Linked DNA regions of Ovis aries: region 1 is linked to region 2. Evidence: chromatin contacts called from public Hi-C data. All regions are on one chromosome and are shown on one strand. The core of a region is the stretch at or near the end of the contact, and the rest is flanking DNA. Distances in the headings are between cores, read along the strand shown. Region 1 has its middle 8.2 kb from the start of TRNAW-CCA. Region 2 overlaps PICK1 (protein interacting with PRKCA 1).

Evidence for each region. Hi-C and Micro-C count contacts between places; a contact is called where the count stands out from the background.
Region 1: a contact with region 2 is called in a Hi-C map of liver, with 4 times the contacts expected there. The contact joins two enhancer-like sites. A contact is called at or near these places in 3 of 16 Hi-C or Micro-C datasets (blood, liver and tail adipose tissue).

Annotation. Positions count from the first base shown.
Region 1 is chr3:215,918,506-215,924,339 of ARS-UI_Ramb_v3.0, forward strand. No RefSeq gene overlaps it. Among named protein-coding and RNA genes, the nearest start is that of TRNAW-CCA, 8.2 kb to the left of the region's middle. Within about 2 kb of position 2,561, at least 1 of the 54 cell types and tissues checked has an H3K27ac peak or open chromatin away from gene starts, as enhancers often do. A contact at or near this core is called in liver, where this site is marked.
Region 2 is chr3:215,679,900-215,685,657 of ARS-UI_Ramb_v3.0, forward strand. PICK1 (protein interacting with PRKCA 1) reads left to right here. Exons shown (of 13, transcript XM_027968100.2): 12 at 326-470; 13 at 889-1,743. The coding sequence ends at 1,163. It overlaps SLC16A8 (solute carrier family 16 member 8), which reads right to left. Exons shown (of 4, transcript XM_027965997.2): 4 at 3,955-4,449. The coding sequence ends at 4,142. Among named protein-coding and RNA genes, the nearest start is that of SLC16A8, 5.9 kb to the right of the region's middle. Within about 2 kb of position 1,677, at least 4 of the 54 cell types and tissues checked have an H3K27ac peak or open chromatin away from gene starts, as enhancers often do. A contact at or near this core is called in liver, where this site is marked.

The DNA of each region.
Region 1 (5,834 bases), core at 1,311-3,810, 240 kb after region 2:
AGAAGACTAGAGTTTGAGCACCCCCACCCCGTGCACTCACACCTGTGCAACCGTGACCTCTCTGAGCCGCCACTTCAGATGGGGAAAGAATTCTGCCCTGAAGCTTAAGGAGCTAGAGCCCTATGCCGAGCACACACCGGATCCTCAGTAAAGTGGGGATCCTCCCTTGCACCTCTGAGAAGGTCGGGGACAAAGACTCACAGGGGCTTCCCTCCACCCCCTCCCAGGGGTCTAAAAAGGTCTTCTTGTCCAGCCCACTGTGTGTACAGAGAGCAAGCTTGTCTCCAGCCAGAGATGGGCCCTCCAGAGAAGGAAATTCTTTCAACTTCTTGATGATGACGGGGATGATGGTGGTAATGAAGATGATGGTAGTGATGAAGAGCATGATGGCGGCAGGGGTGGAGCTCTGGCCCCTCCCTGGCATTCTAACAGCCCAGGGCGGGTTCAGCTAAGTGCTGGGCATAGCTTGGGGTGTGGGGGAGGGGGCAGTGTGTGAGCACCTAGAAAACTCCACCATGGGGATGATGGCCTTGGCCCTGTCAATAAGGTCATGGCCCTTGATGATTCTGCCTGCCCCGCCCTTAAGGCTCTCAGATGGAGCGAGTTCCATGGAACTGACTTCCCAGGAGGCCACATTTCCTAGAAGGCTGTAACCAGAGTCCATAGAGGAGAGACACTTGCCTGAAGGTCACAAAGCAAATCTCAGGGCAGAAACTCAGGGCTCCTGACACTTAACTCTCTACCAGTCACTTGCTCCCACTGAGTTAAGAGGGTGGACAGGAGAGCTGCTTTATACCAATCCCTCAGCACATTCCACCCGAGCCCCTTCTGTGCACTGGCACCAGGAAGGGCCTGGAGTTGGTGGAGACTCAGCCCTGCCCTGTGGGTCTCCAGGGAAGGTTCCCCAGTGAGCCAGACAGGAGGCACTCAGAAGGGGAAGCCAGGTCACCCCTGGAGGACGGGGGAGGGTGCTCCTGGGGGAGGAGTGCGAGGGCATGGGATGAGGGCGGGAGCAGGACTTCCAGAACCGGGAAGGTGGGCGCTGGGTACAGGGTCTGGTGCAACCCCCAGAGGAGTGATGGCAGAGGTCTCCTGGGGCCAGGAGCCTTGAGTGCCAGACCAAAGCTTCTGGATAGTATCTTGCAGACTGTGGGGGTCCCAGGAGGTTTTTAGAAGACTGACCTGAGGGTCTTCTCAGAGGGCATAGCTGTGTGTGATAGCTGAGGCGGGAGGTCCGTAAAATGCTAGGATTCCCTGAATTCAGTTGCACTTTTTTTTTTTTAATGAAAATTGAAAGGAAAAAAAAAAGCTGTTCCCCTTGCTGATTTCTGGGGTCACATGGGGAAGCAGCTTGCAGGGTCCCTGTAGGAGACAGGTCAGACCCTAGCTTCCGTGCTAGGGCTGGGAGCCAAGCTGACCTGGCTTCAAACCCCAGTCTGTGCTCCTTCCTGGTGGCCGGGGCTCAGGGCTCATGTCTACCTGGTATGGCACCGCTTCTCAGAGCAGCTGGAACATCCAGTGAGGCGAGGTCTGGGCCAGGCTCCAGGCAGAGTCTCAGCAGATATCCCCTCTGCCCTCCTCTCCTGTTCTGAGGCGGGTAGGGGGCAGCTCAGAGGTATAGCCAGCCTGGAGAGAGGGAGGTTCAAGTCCTGGCCGCACCTCTGACCCACTCTGAACATCAGTATCTTCTTCAGCCTGCCCGGGCTGCCATCTGTGCTCTTGAGAAGGGCCATGCTCAGGGACTGCGGAGGCCACCCCTGGCTTCCTCCTCCCTCTTGAGGGAGAGGCTCCTGGTGCAGACCCTCAGGAGGCAGTGAATGAGTTTTACAGTGAGCTGGTTCAAGTCAAGGAAGTCAGTGGTGGGCAGCTCAGGGTCCTGGTCCTGGTGCAGCCCTCCTGCAGCACTGGAGGGAATCTTGACACTGTCCATGGGGCCTGCCTGCTCTGTGTTGATCTGAGCTTCTCTGCTGAGCTACTGAGCTCAGCTCAGTCGTCACAAGGGAGGGGTATTGTGGGGCAAGCCGCTGTGTCAAGGCTGTGGGCAGATACTTTAACCTCTAAGCCACCAGGGAAGCCCCGAGTTCAGGGATTACCAGGGTCAAAAACGCCCTTGCAGGGGTTTCCTTGTGGCACAATGGGTAAGACTCGGCTCCCAGAACAGGGGGTCTGGGTCCCGTCCCTGGTCGGGAACTAGATCCTGAATGAAAAGCAAATAAGCAGCCTTCATGCCACAACTAAGACCCAGGGTAGTCAAATAAGTAAATAAATAGACAATATAGATTCTTTTTTTTTTTTTTAAGGTCCTTGCAGATGGCATAGTCCATTTGCTTGATGGGAAAAGTGAGGCTCCGTAGATCTTCTAGGTCCGCGGGGGGAGTCAGGGCCAGGCCAGACCCAAGTCCACGTCCCCTCCACCCCACGACCCGCCTTTCCCCTCGCCCACCCCCGGAAGCTTTCTCTCTAGCCTCATCTCAGCTGCCTCCCCGCGCTAGAACTCGGGCGGCGGGCAGGAGCGCGGCACAGAGGGCGCTCACCTGCTGCCCTCAAGTGGCCACCTTGGGCGCTGCAGGCGGGTCGCGGTGGTGCTGCTCGGTCTGGGTCAGGCGGAGAGCGGGTGCTCATTGGGGCCAAGCCTAGGGCGACGCGAGGGCCATGGGCAGAGAGAAAATAGGCCCTGACCGCCCTGAAACTCCCGGGACTGAGACTGCGACCCCGAGAAGGGCCCTGAACACGTTCACGTACAACTGGGAAACTAGGGATGCTTCTGAGAGGCGATGTCATTTGAACCAGTGGCCCCGAGGGCCGGTGACCCATCTCTCTGCCTTGGAGGGGTCCATCAAGAATCTGCCTGATTGGTGTGCTGGCCTGAAAATCATGAGGCTTTGCAACCAGAGAGGGTTCCCAGGACTCAGTGGCTCACCCTAAGGCTCTGGCTGGGGCGCACTCTTGAAGAGCTTGCAGCTTTGTGAGAGAGGAAGCCACCTGAGCTCTTTGCTGGGAGAAGCTACGGAACTTCGTGACTGTGTTCGAGGGCAAGGAAGGGGCAACGTCCAGGGGCAGCTCAGGACTCTGGTCCAGGAGATGGCGGTTGTGGGACTGGGTGCCTGAGAGAAGGCCAGATGGGGGTACTGAGCTGTTGGGGCCTTCTGAGCTGGAGGAGTTGGGGAAGCCAGGGGGAGGAGCCCAGGATGGACTGTAATCACAGATGTCCTTCCTGTGACAGGTGAGGTAATCTACCCATTTGACAGATGAGATCATTGAGGCCTAGAGCGAGGAGGAGAGAGATCAGATCAGCCAGGATTGCTGGGTGCTGAGTGTCTGAGCTACAGGAACTCAGCTATCCCAGCCCCACCATGGCCCTGGATCTTTACCTTCCAGAGATCCAGGATCTTGGGGAAGAGTCCCAAGGAGAGGACAGGGGAGGCTCAGAGCCCCTGTGGAGACAAATAGTCGGCCGCTGATACCCTGTGTAGCCTTGAGTACATCTCTTCACCTCCCCAAGTCTCAGCTCTGTGTGTACCCAGTCACTCAGTTGTGTCCAACTCTGTGCAACCCTGTGGACTGTGCTGTGGCCTGCCGGGCTTCTCTGTCCGTGGGACTCTCCAGGTAAGAATACTGGAGTGAGTTGCCATGCCCTCCTCCAGGGAATCTTCCCTAAACAGGGATCAAACCTGTGTCTCATACTTCTGCATTTGCAGATGGGTAGGGCTTCCCTCATAGCTCAGTTGGTAAAGAATCCGCCTGCAATGCAGGAGATCCTGGTTTGATTTCCTGGTCAAGAAGATCCACTGGAGAAGGGATAGGCTACCCACTCCAGTATTCTTGGGCTTCCCTTGTGGCTCAGCTGGTAAAGAATCCGACTGTAATGTGGGAGACCTGCGTTCGATCCCTGGGTTGGGAAGATCCCCTAGAGAAGGGAAAGGCTACCCACTCCAGTATTCTGGCCTGGAGAATTCCATGGACTGTATAGTCTGTGGGGTTGCAAAGAGTCGGACACGACTGAGCAACTTTCACTTCTTTACCACTAGCGCCACCTGGGAAGCCTGTCTCAGCTGCTCACCTGTGAAATGATGTGAAATAGCTTCCTTTAGAAGGGGTTGGGAAGATTTAGATTTTAAGAGGTATGACGGTGCCAGAGCAAGCGGCAGCTGGCTTGTAAGCCTGGCAGGAAATGAGCACCGCTCCCTTTCCCCTTCTGATTGGAACAGCCTGGAGGAGGCTTGCTTTGAAGGTAAGGACGGATTCAGAGAGATCCAGAGTGAGCCGTTTGACTCCCCTACCACCAGGGTCCCTGAGCACTGGACCAAAAGATGCTGTACTTACAGCTGCTCTCTCAGGCCCCAGAGGCCCCCGAACCCCAGCCTGGAGAGATCTCTGCCTGAGACAGAAGAGAGATAACAAAGCCCCCTTCCCACCCTCAATTCCTTCCTGTTGGCCCGGCGCCCAGCCTGTCTATGCTGGAAAAGTCTCCCTGTTCCCGTTGTGTCTGCTCCTGGCAAGGACTTGTCTTCTGGAAGGAAACAAGCATTTATTAAAGAGGCTGCTCTGTCCCCATCATTACTGTCCCCCCCCCCTTTTCTTAAATCTTTTGGTCCACCCCACATGGCACATGGAATCCTATTTCCCCAACCAGGGATCGAACCCGCACCCCCTGCATTGGAAGCGTGGGGTCTTAACGACTGGACCACCAAGTCCCTCCTCTCATTACTCTTGACACACAGCATCACTGCCCTGAGCACCAGGTACCGTTACTATCTGATACATTTGGGGATGTGGAGGCTCAGGGAGGGAGGGTCTTGTTGAAACAGGCATCTTGACTACTGATGTGGGAGCTAACCATTGGGCAATGCTGCCTTGGCAAATGGCTCCCCATCTTGTTTGAGCTCCTAGGGGCAGGGCGGTGCCTGGCATGGGCCCTGCAGGCTCTTAGTGGAGTTTGAGTGAGTGAACAGAGACGCGAGTGAGTGACAGTTTGGTCTGTGAATGACCCAGAGACATCACCTTATGACTCCCAAGATGCTGTGGATCTGAAAGGTCAGAGGGACTCACCTGAGACTGTGTGGACTAGCTTCCAGAAGGACACAGAGGAACTGCTACTGGTGCTTACCTCTGGGTGTGGGGGTGGAGCGTGAGGAGAGAAGGAGGTTTACTTTTCTGTTTGAATGCTTATCTTCGCTCTTATAATGTGCGTATATTACAATGTGTTATGATTATAATGCACTACGCACATGTTGAATGCCCGAGTTCAGAAGTAAATAGTCACCAGGGGAGCCCCTTAGATACGTTAGACGCTTGGGCTGCAACTCCAAAGGATGCAAGCCGTGGGTCTAGGTGGCGGGGGACTCGGATAATAGTTCCCCAGGTGATTCTGTTACAGGTGGCCCTGGACCACACTACGGGAACAAAATCACCAGCCGGGCCCTCTTCCACTGGCCACCAGCCGGGCTAGTTTGCATGGTCTTTTGCGTATATTTGCATGACGTCTCTGGTTCCAAATGAAACCCGTGTCAGCCCTCACTCTGAGGGAAGCCTCTTCCCTCCCCACGTCGTTCCCCCTTTGCTGCTCCCATCCTCAGACCTGGCCAGCCTGGGCAGGCACCTTCCTCCTCATCCCCTGTTCACCAGCCAAATATGTCATTCTTTTGCCCCATCCCCACATTCTCCCCGTCCCCCAAGGCCTGGTGCACACACACTCCCCAGAAGCCTTCCCCATCCCCAGCTGAGTCTGTTTCCAGTCCCCCACTATCTCCCTCCTCTGAAATCCAGAATACTCGTTCCCTCTCTTATGTGTGTTTCTGCGTACCGACCATTCATGGTGGGCCCAGGCCTGGGTC
Region 2 (5,758 bases), core at 427-2,926:
AAAATGCCCTTCCTCTCACTCCTGAGAGCTGGGTTTTTTTCACTTGCTACTTTGTAATATTTTTGATAGCAGGGTCCATCTGTGACTCAACACTCATTTAATGTGGCAAGAGTCTGGGGTTTTTTTTTGTTCTTGTTTTCACAAAGCTATCCCTAAGCACTTCTAGCAACTGCAGGCGTCTCAGAAACGGGGAACGGTGGCAGCTTTGAAAAGTGCCGTGTGGTGGGGGGGTTGCGAACTGGCGGGTTCTCTGCAGCCTCTCTGCCGCCACCCCCCGACCCCTGCCGCCTGCCCAGGGTCCCTGACGTGCTTCCCCCGGGCCCAGGCCCTCGGGGAACCCCTGTACCGCGTGAGCACAGGCAACTACGAGTACCGCCTGATCCTGCGCTGCCGTCAGGAGGCCCGCGCCCGCTTCTCCCAGATGCGCAAAGACGTGTTGGAAAAGATGGAGCTGCTCGACCAGAAGCATGGTGAGGGGCTGCGAGGCCCCCCGACACCATCCTCCTCCCCATTTCAGAGAGGTCCAGCACTCACCCGAGCTCCCAGGGACAGCCCGTGGCAGACTGACTCTGAGTCAGACCCGAGATGGGAGCGTCCCAGAGCCTGGCCAGGGTGGGACTGGCCGTGTCCCGTGGACTCCTTGGGGTGTAGTCCCACCATCCCCAAGCCCTACCCCACCCTGGCAGTTCTCTTCTACTCCCTGAACTGGGAGCGGGGAGGCCTGGGTACTGTGCAGGGCTGGGCAGCCCTGGCTGGCCTGGCCCCCTCCGAGGGTGCCAGGGGGCAGTGAGGTGCATGAAAGGGAAGCCCAAGGGTGGCGGAGTCGGTGGGGCCCTGTGTGCAGGCAGCCTGGCCCACCGGCGCTGTCTGCTGCCCCTCGCGCCCCAGTCCAGGACATCGTGTTCCAGCTGCAGCGCTTCGTGTCCACCATGTCCAAGTACTACAACGACTGCTACTCGGTGCTGCGTGGCGCCGACGTCTTCCCCATCGAGGTGGACCTGGCTCACACCACGCTGGCCTACGGCCTCAGCCAGGACGAGTTCACGGACGGCGAGGACGAGGAGGATGAAGACGAGGAGGACACGGCAGCCGGGGAGCCGCCCAGGGATTCGCGAGGGGCTGCCGGGCCCCTGGACAAGGGCGGGAGCTGGTGTAACTCCTGAGTGCCCCCTCGGGGTGTGGGTCCGGGGGGCAGGGTGAGCGGGAGGACGCAGCTCGGGAGCGGGGGCAGGGCCGCCGCACGACAGGGTGTGCAGCGCATAAAGGCCTGCTGGCTTGGGGCGCGTGCCTCCCTGCTGCTCTGTCCTGCACGGCGAACCCGGGTTGCCCGCCCAGGATGAGCTCTGGGGCCGTGGCCTGGGCCCTCGGCCCTGGCCCCCTCCCTCTCCACCCCTCACCTCCACCCCCAGCTCCCCAGCCAGCCAGAGAGCTTAGTCTCCCGACCTACCTTAGGAAGGAGAGAGAGGGCAGAAAGGAAGAGGGGTCAGAGGTGGCAGGATTCCAGGATTCGTTGCTCGTGGGCACCTCCGCCGGCCCCACCCCGAGCCTGCCAGGAGTCGGGGGGCCCGCGGGTGGCCAGCCGAGCTGGGGCCAGCGTTGCACCCTCGCCTCTCTTTAGGCTGGCCCCACCCCCGTCCACACTCACCTCGGCAGCCTTTATTTATTTTATTCCCCTGGCTCAGCCACTTCCCTGGGGAGGCCTGGGCACTGGGCCTGTATTGAATAAACACAAACCCAGATGGAGCCAGGCTCTTTGCAGTGGCCTCAGACCCTCTCTCCCCTCGATGTCCCCTCTTCTGCTGCCCTGATCACGGAGAGGGGCAACACCATTGGAGAGGGGCTCACCAACATTGCCATTATGGCACTGACTCCTCACAGCAGTTCTTTGGATGAACACTGCTGTCCCCATGTACAGATGGGAAACTGAGGCCAAGAAGAGACTTGCTCAAGGCCCCTTGGTGTATGGGGAAGAAGTGAGATTTGGACTCAGAGCTGTCAAGTTCAGAAGACTCCACTTTCCCCACTGCCTCCCAGGCTTTCTGCTCTGTGGAGCCTTTTATATCCTCTCTCCTCTGTGACCCTTGAACTAAACCTTTATTTGGGAAAAGACGGGACAGATACTGGGTCAGGCAGATCCAAGGCCCCAAATGAGGAGAGAGTTAAGGGTGCCTTGGCCATCCCAGGCCACCTGTTCTGCCAGGGCCAAAGGGGAGGGACCCAGTGGGTGGTGCCACGCTAGTACTCCATGTCTTTGCTTCTCCTGGACAGCTCTGGCCCACACCTATGATCCTAGTGGGATTATTCATAGTGACCCTTGTCACCATCAGTGTGTCCCTGTTTGGAAAATGAAATTTGTGCTCATCCGGAGAACAGGAGGGGTGCAAGAGGCTGTGAGAGGTGGGTAGAGCCCACAGTGGCCAAGGAGGGGGTGGTTTCCTGCTTATTAGGTTTGCATGTGTGGGTCTCGGGCAGAGATGCCAATGGGATCCTCAGGCAGGATTGGGAGCTTGGAGAGGGGGGCCAGCTGTCACTGTGTGTGCTCCCTTCGAGCCATCAGACTGCATCACCTCTCTGAAGGGTCAGCCAGCAGGGAGGCCAAGGGCACAGACGAGCTGGCAGCCTAGGTTTGAGGCACAGCTCCTGTGACCCTGAGCTACCTCCTAACCTCCTGGGCCTCAGTTTCCCTACCTGTGAGTGTGGCTAGTGAGGGTACCTTCCTCCTTGGGTCCTTAGGAGGATGAGTTAACCTTTGTGAAGAGCACAGCATGGTGCCTGGCACAGTCGGGTCTATATTCATTAAATAAGATGTAGTCACCGCTCTAGTGGCTCGGGGAAACCGCAGACACAGTGTCAGTCGGCCGGGTATGTGCTGGGGTTTTCCCGGGGCATGGATGGAAAATGAGACCAGTGGGGAGGGCTCACCAGGGGGATGGGTTCTCCTGCGGAGTGTGGATGAATGGAGTCATAGGCCCTGGTCACCTGATTTGGAGGGAGGGAAGCAAAAAAAGGGGTGTCCCATTTGTGGGAAAAGGGTGAACATGTAAGGGAAAATACATCCCTAAACCTTCCTAGTCAGGGTGAGACCTGGAGCTCCCCGCACTGGACTCCCTGTACCACTGACTGGGCGGATGGGGGGGACTTCCCTAGCGGTTCAGTGGTTAAGAATCCACCTTGCAATGCAGACGGCCACGGCCGGGGTTCAGTCCCTGGTCAGGGAACTAGGATCCCACTGTGCTGTGGAACAACTAACCCCACAAGCCCGCAGCTGCTGAGCCCCTGCAGCACCACTGGAGAGCTGGTGCGCCACAGCCAGCAAAGATCTGGCGTGATGCAAGGAAGACCCCCACCTCCGACAACTAAGACCCAACCGCAGTCAAGTTAAAAAAAAGAGTGCCATTGAGGAGCTCTCTCTAGGACTCCTGGGAAGCTGGGGAAGGGAGGCCAGCAGCCATGTGTCCACAGGGACACGTGTCCAGAGCAAAGGCCCCAGGAAACCCGAGTTTATCCCCTAGAGAGAGGAGGCCGGGTCTCTAGAGAGAGGGTCCCTTTTAGAAAGGTGAGGGGGCAAGGTAGGTGCCATCCCTCGACCCTCAGCCCCAGCTCTCCCAGCCACAAGATGGAGTTATGGAGCCACATAAGCTTGCCTACACACAGGGGAGCCGGGATCCAGCCCCGGCCCACTGCTCTGGGACGTGTGCGCCCGTTCTCTGCCTTGGGCCCCTCCAGTGGCACTTGCTGGCCGGGCTTCAGTGCGCAGGGCCGGGATCGAGGACACCTTCCCCTGCCATCCTCCACCTCTGCCACTCCATCCCCAGTGCCCGCCAGCTCCCATCAGAGGCCCCCGGGGGAGAACCTCTCAGACTCCCTCCTGGCCCCCCGCCCCCCACCCCCAGGGAGCAGCCAGAGATGCAGAAACAGAACTCTTTGTCAGCTCAGTTTTATGAACTTCAGATTCACACAGGCCGTGCAACAGCAGCTTCACTGGCAGGACCAGGGCCACCCAGGGCAGTTGAGGGGGGCAGCTCCCCTCATGGACCCCCAGAGGTGACCCCCAGGAGCAGCCCCCCACCCCACCTGGTGTGGGGGCTCTGAGAGGGGAAGCCCCATTTCCGAAGTTCCTGCCACCCGGCGCTACACAGACTCAAGAGTCCAGCCCTGGCTCCGTCTTCACCTCGGGTTGCAAAGGCCCAGTGCCTGGGCTTGGCACCTCCACGGCCTCGAGGCCACCGGGCTCCTTGGTGCCGGCGGGCGGGAGGTCAGAGTCCACTTCGGCCTCAGCCTCCTCCTCATCGCCGGCCCCGCCCTCGGTGCCTGGGCTGGGTGGGCCATCCCTGGGGCGGCGCAGGCAACAGTAGGTGGCCACAGCCATGAAGATCCCCGCCAGGGCCACCTCGGAGCCTGCCAGGTAGAAGATGATCTCGTAGTTCTTGAGCGCGTCCACCAGGCGGCCTGCGGGGAGGGTGGATGGCAGGTGAGGGCAGGCAGGGGAGCCCACCCTTCACACACGCGCACACAGGCACGCACACACGCAGTGGTCTTGGTGGGGCTCACACACACACACGCCCCAGTCTTTGTTTCAGATGGCAGAAATCCATGAGGGTTCTGCCATTTGAGACCTTAAAACTGTCACTTCACCTCCCTGGATCTCAATTTCTTAAGTGATACGGGGATTCTCCAGTGGCTCAGGGGTAAAGAATCTGCCTACAATGCAGGAAACAGGCAAGTAAAGAATCTGCCTGCAATGCAGGGTTCAAGCCCTGGGTCAGGAAGATCCCCTGGAGAAGGAAATGGCAACCCACTCCAGTACTGTTCCCTGGAGAATCCCATGGACAGAGAAGCCTGGTGGGCTACAGTGCATGGGATCGAGAAAGAGTCAGACATGACTGAAGTGACAGAGCACATGGGGCTTGAGGTGAGGCAGCACTGCATAAGGGCCCTCCTGTTCCCCAGATCCAAACTCCACATGTGCCCTGGAACTGGCCCAGCTGGGGATATTTGACCTAGGAGTTGGGAGAGTACAGGGCTCAGCCTGGGGGCCCCAACTATTGCTTTTCCCACCTAACTGCCTTGGTCTTCAGGGGCCAGGTTCAGCTCTCTCCCAACCTCCCAGGCCACCCCCCCCCTCCCAGGGGGCCCCATGTAACTCAGACTGAGCTATCATCAGCATGGGACTGGAGGCAGGGTTTGTGGAGAGATTACTCCTATTCTCTGTATTTTTCCAAGCTATCACAGGTACATGTTACTTTCATACTTGACAAAATCTTTTTTTATACCCCCAGACACACTGCATGGCTTGCAGCATGCTAGTTCCCTGACCAGGGTTCGAACCCAGATTCCCCACAGTGAAAGTGCAGAGTCCTAACCACCAGACTGCCAAGGAATTCCCTCAGGAAAATCTTTAAATTCCAAGTATTTCCCCTAAAGTGTGGCTCTTCAGATGCCTCGCTCTCTCAGGGGCCTCCTTGTGGCAGTCCACAGCAGGTTGTGACCCTCTCCGTATACATCTCAGTGGCCTCAGGAGGTTCCCTGGCGGTCCTCAAGCCAGCTGCCCACCCTGTGCCCCTCTGAGCAGTACCCTAAACTTGCCTTCCTGACCCTAGCCCAGCAGCCAGTCCCACCCCACACGCAGTCCTCACCTTCTTCTCACCCCAAATACCTTCTCTACCTATTAGATCCACCCCAGCGTCACACAAGAAAATGAAAGATGAGTCTCTGAGCCTCTGGCTGGTTTTATAACTTTTGGTGGTGGGCTCGGGGG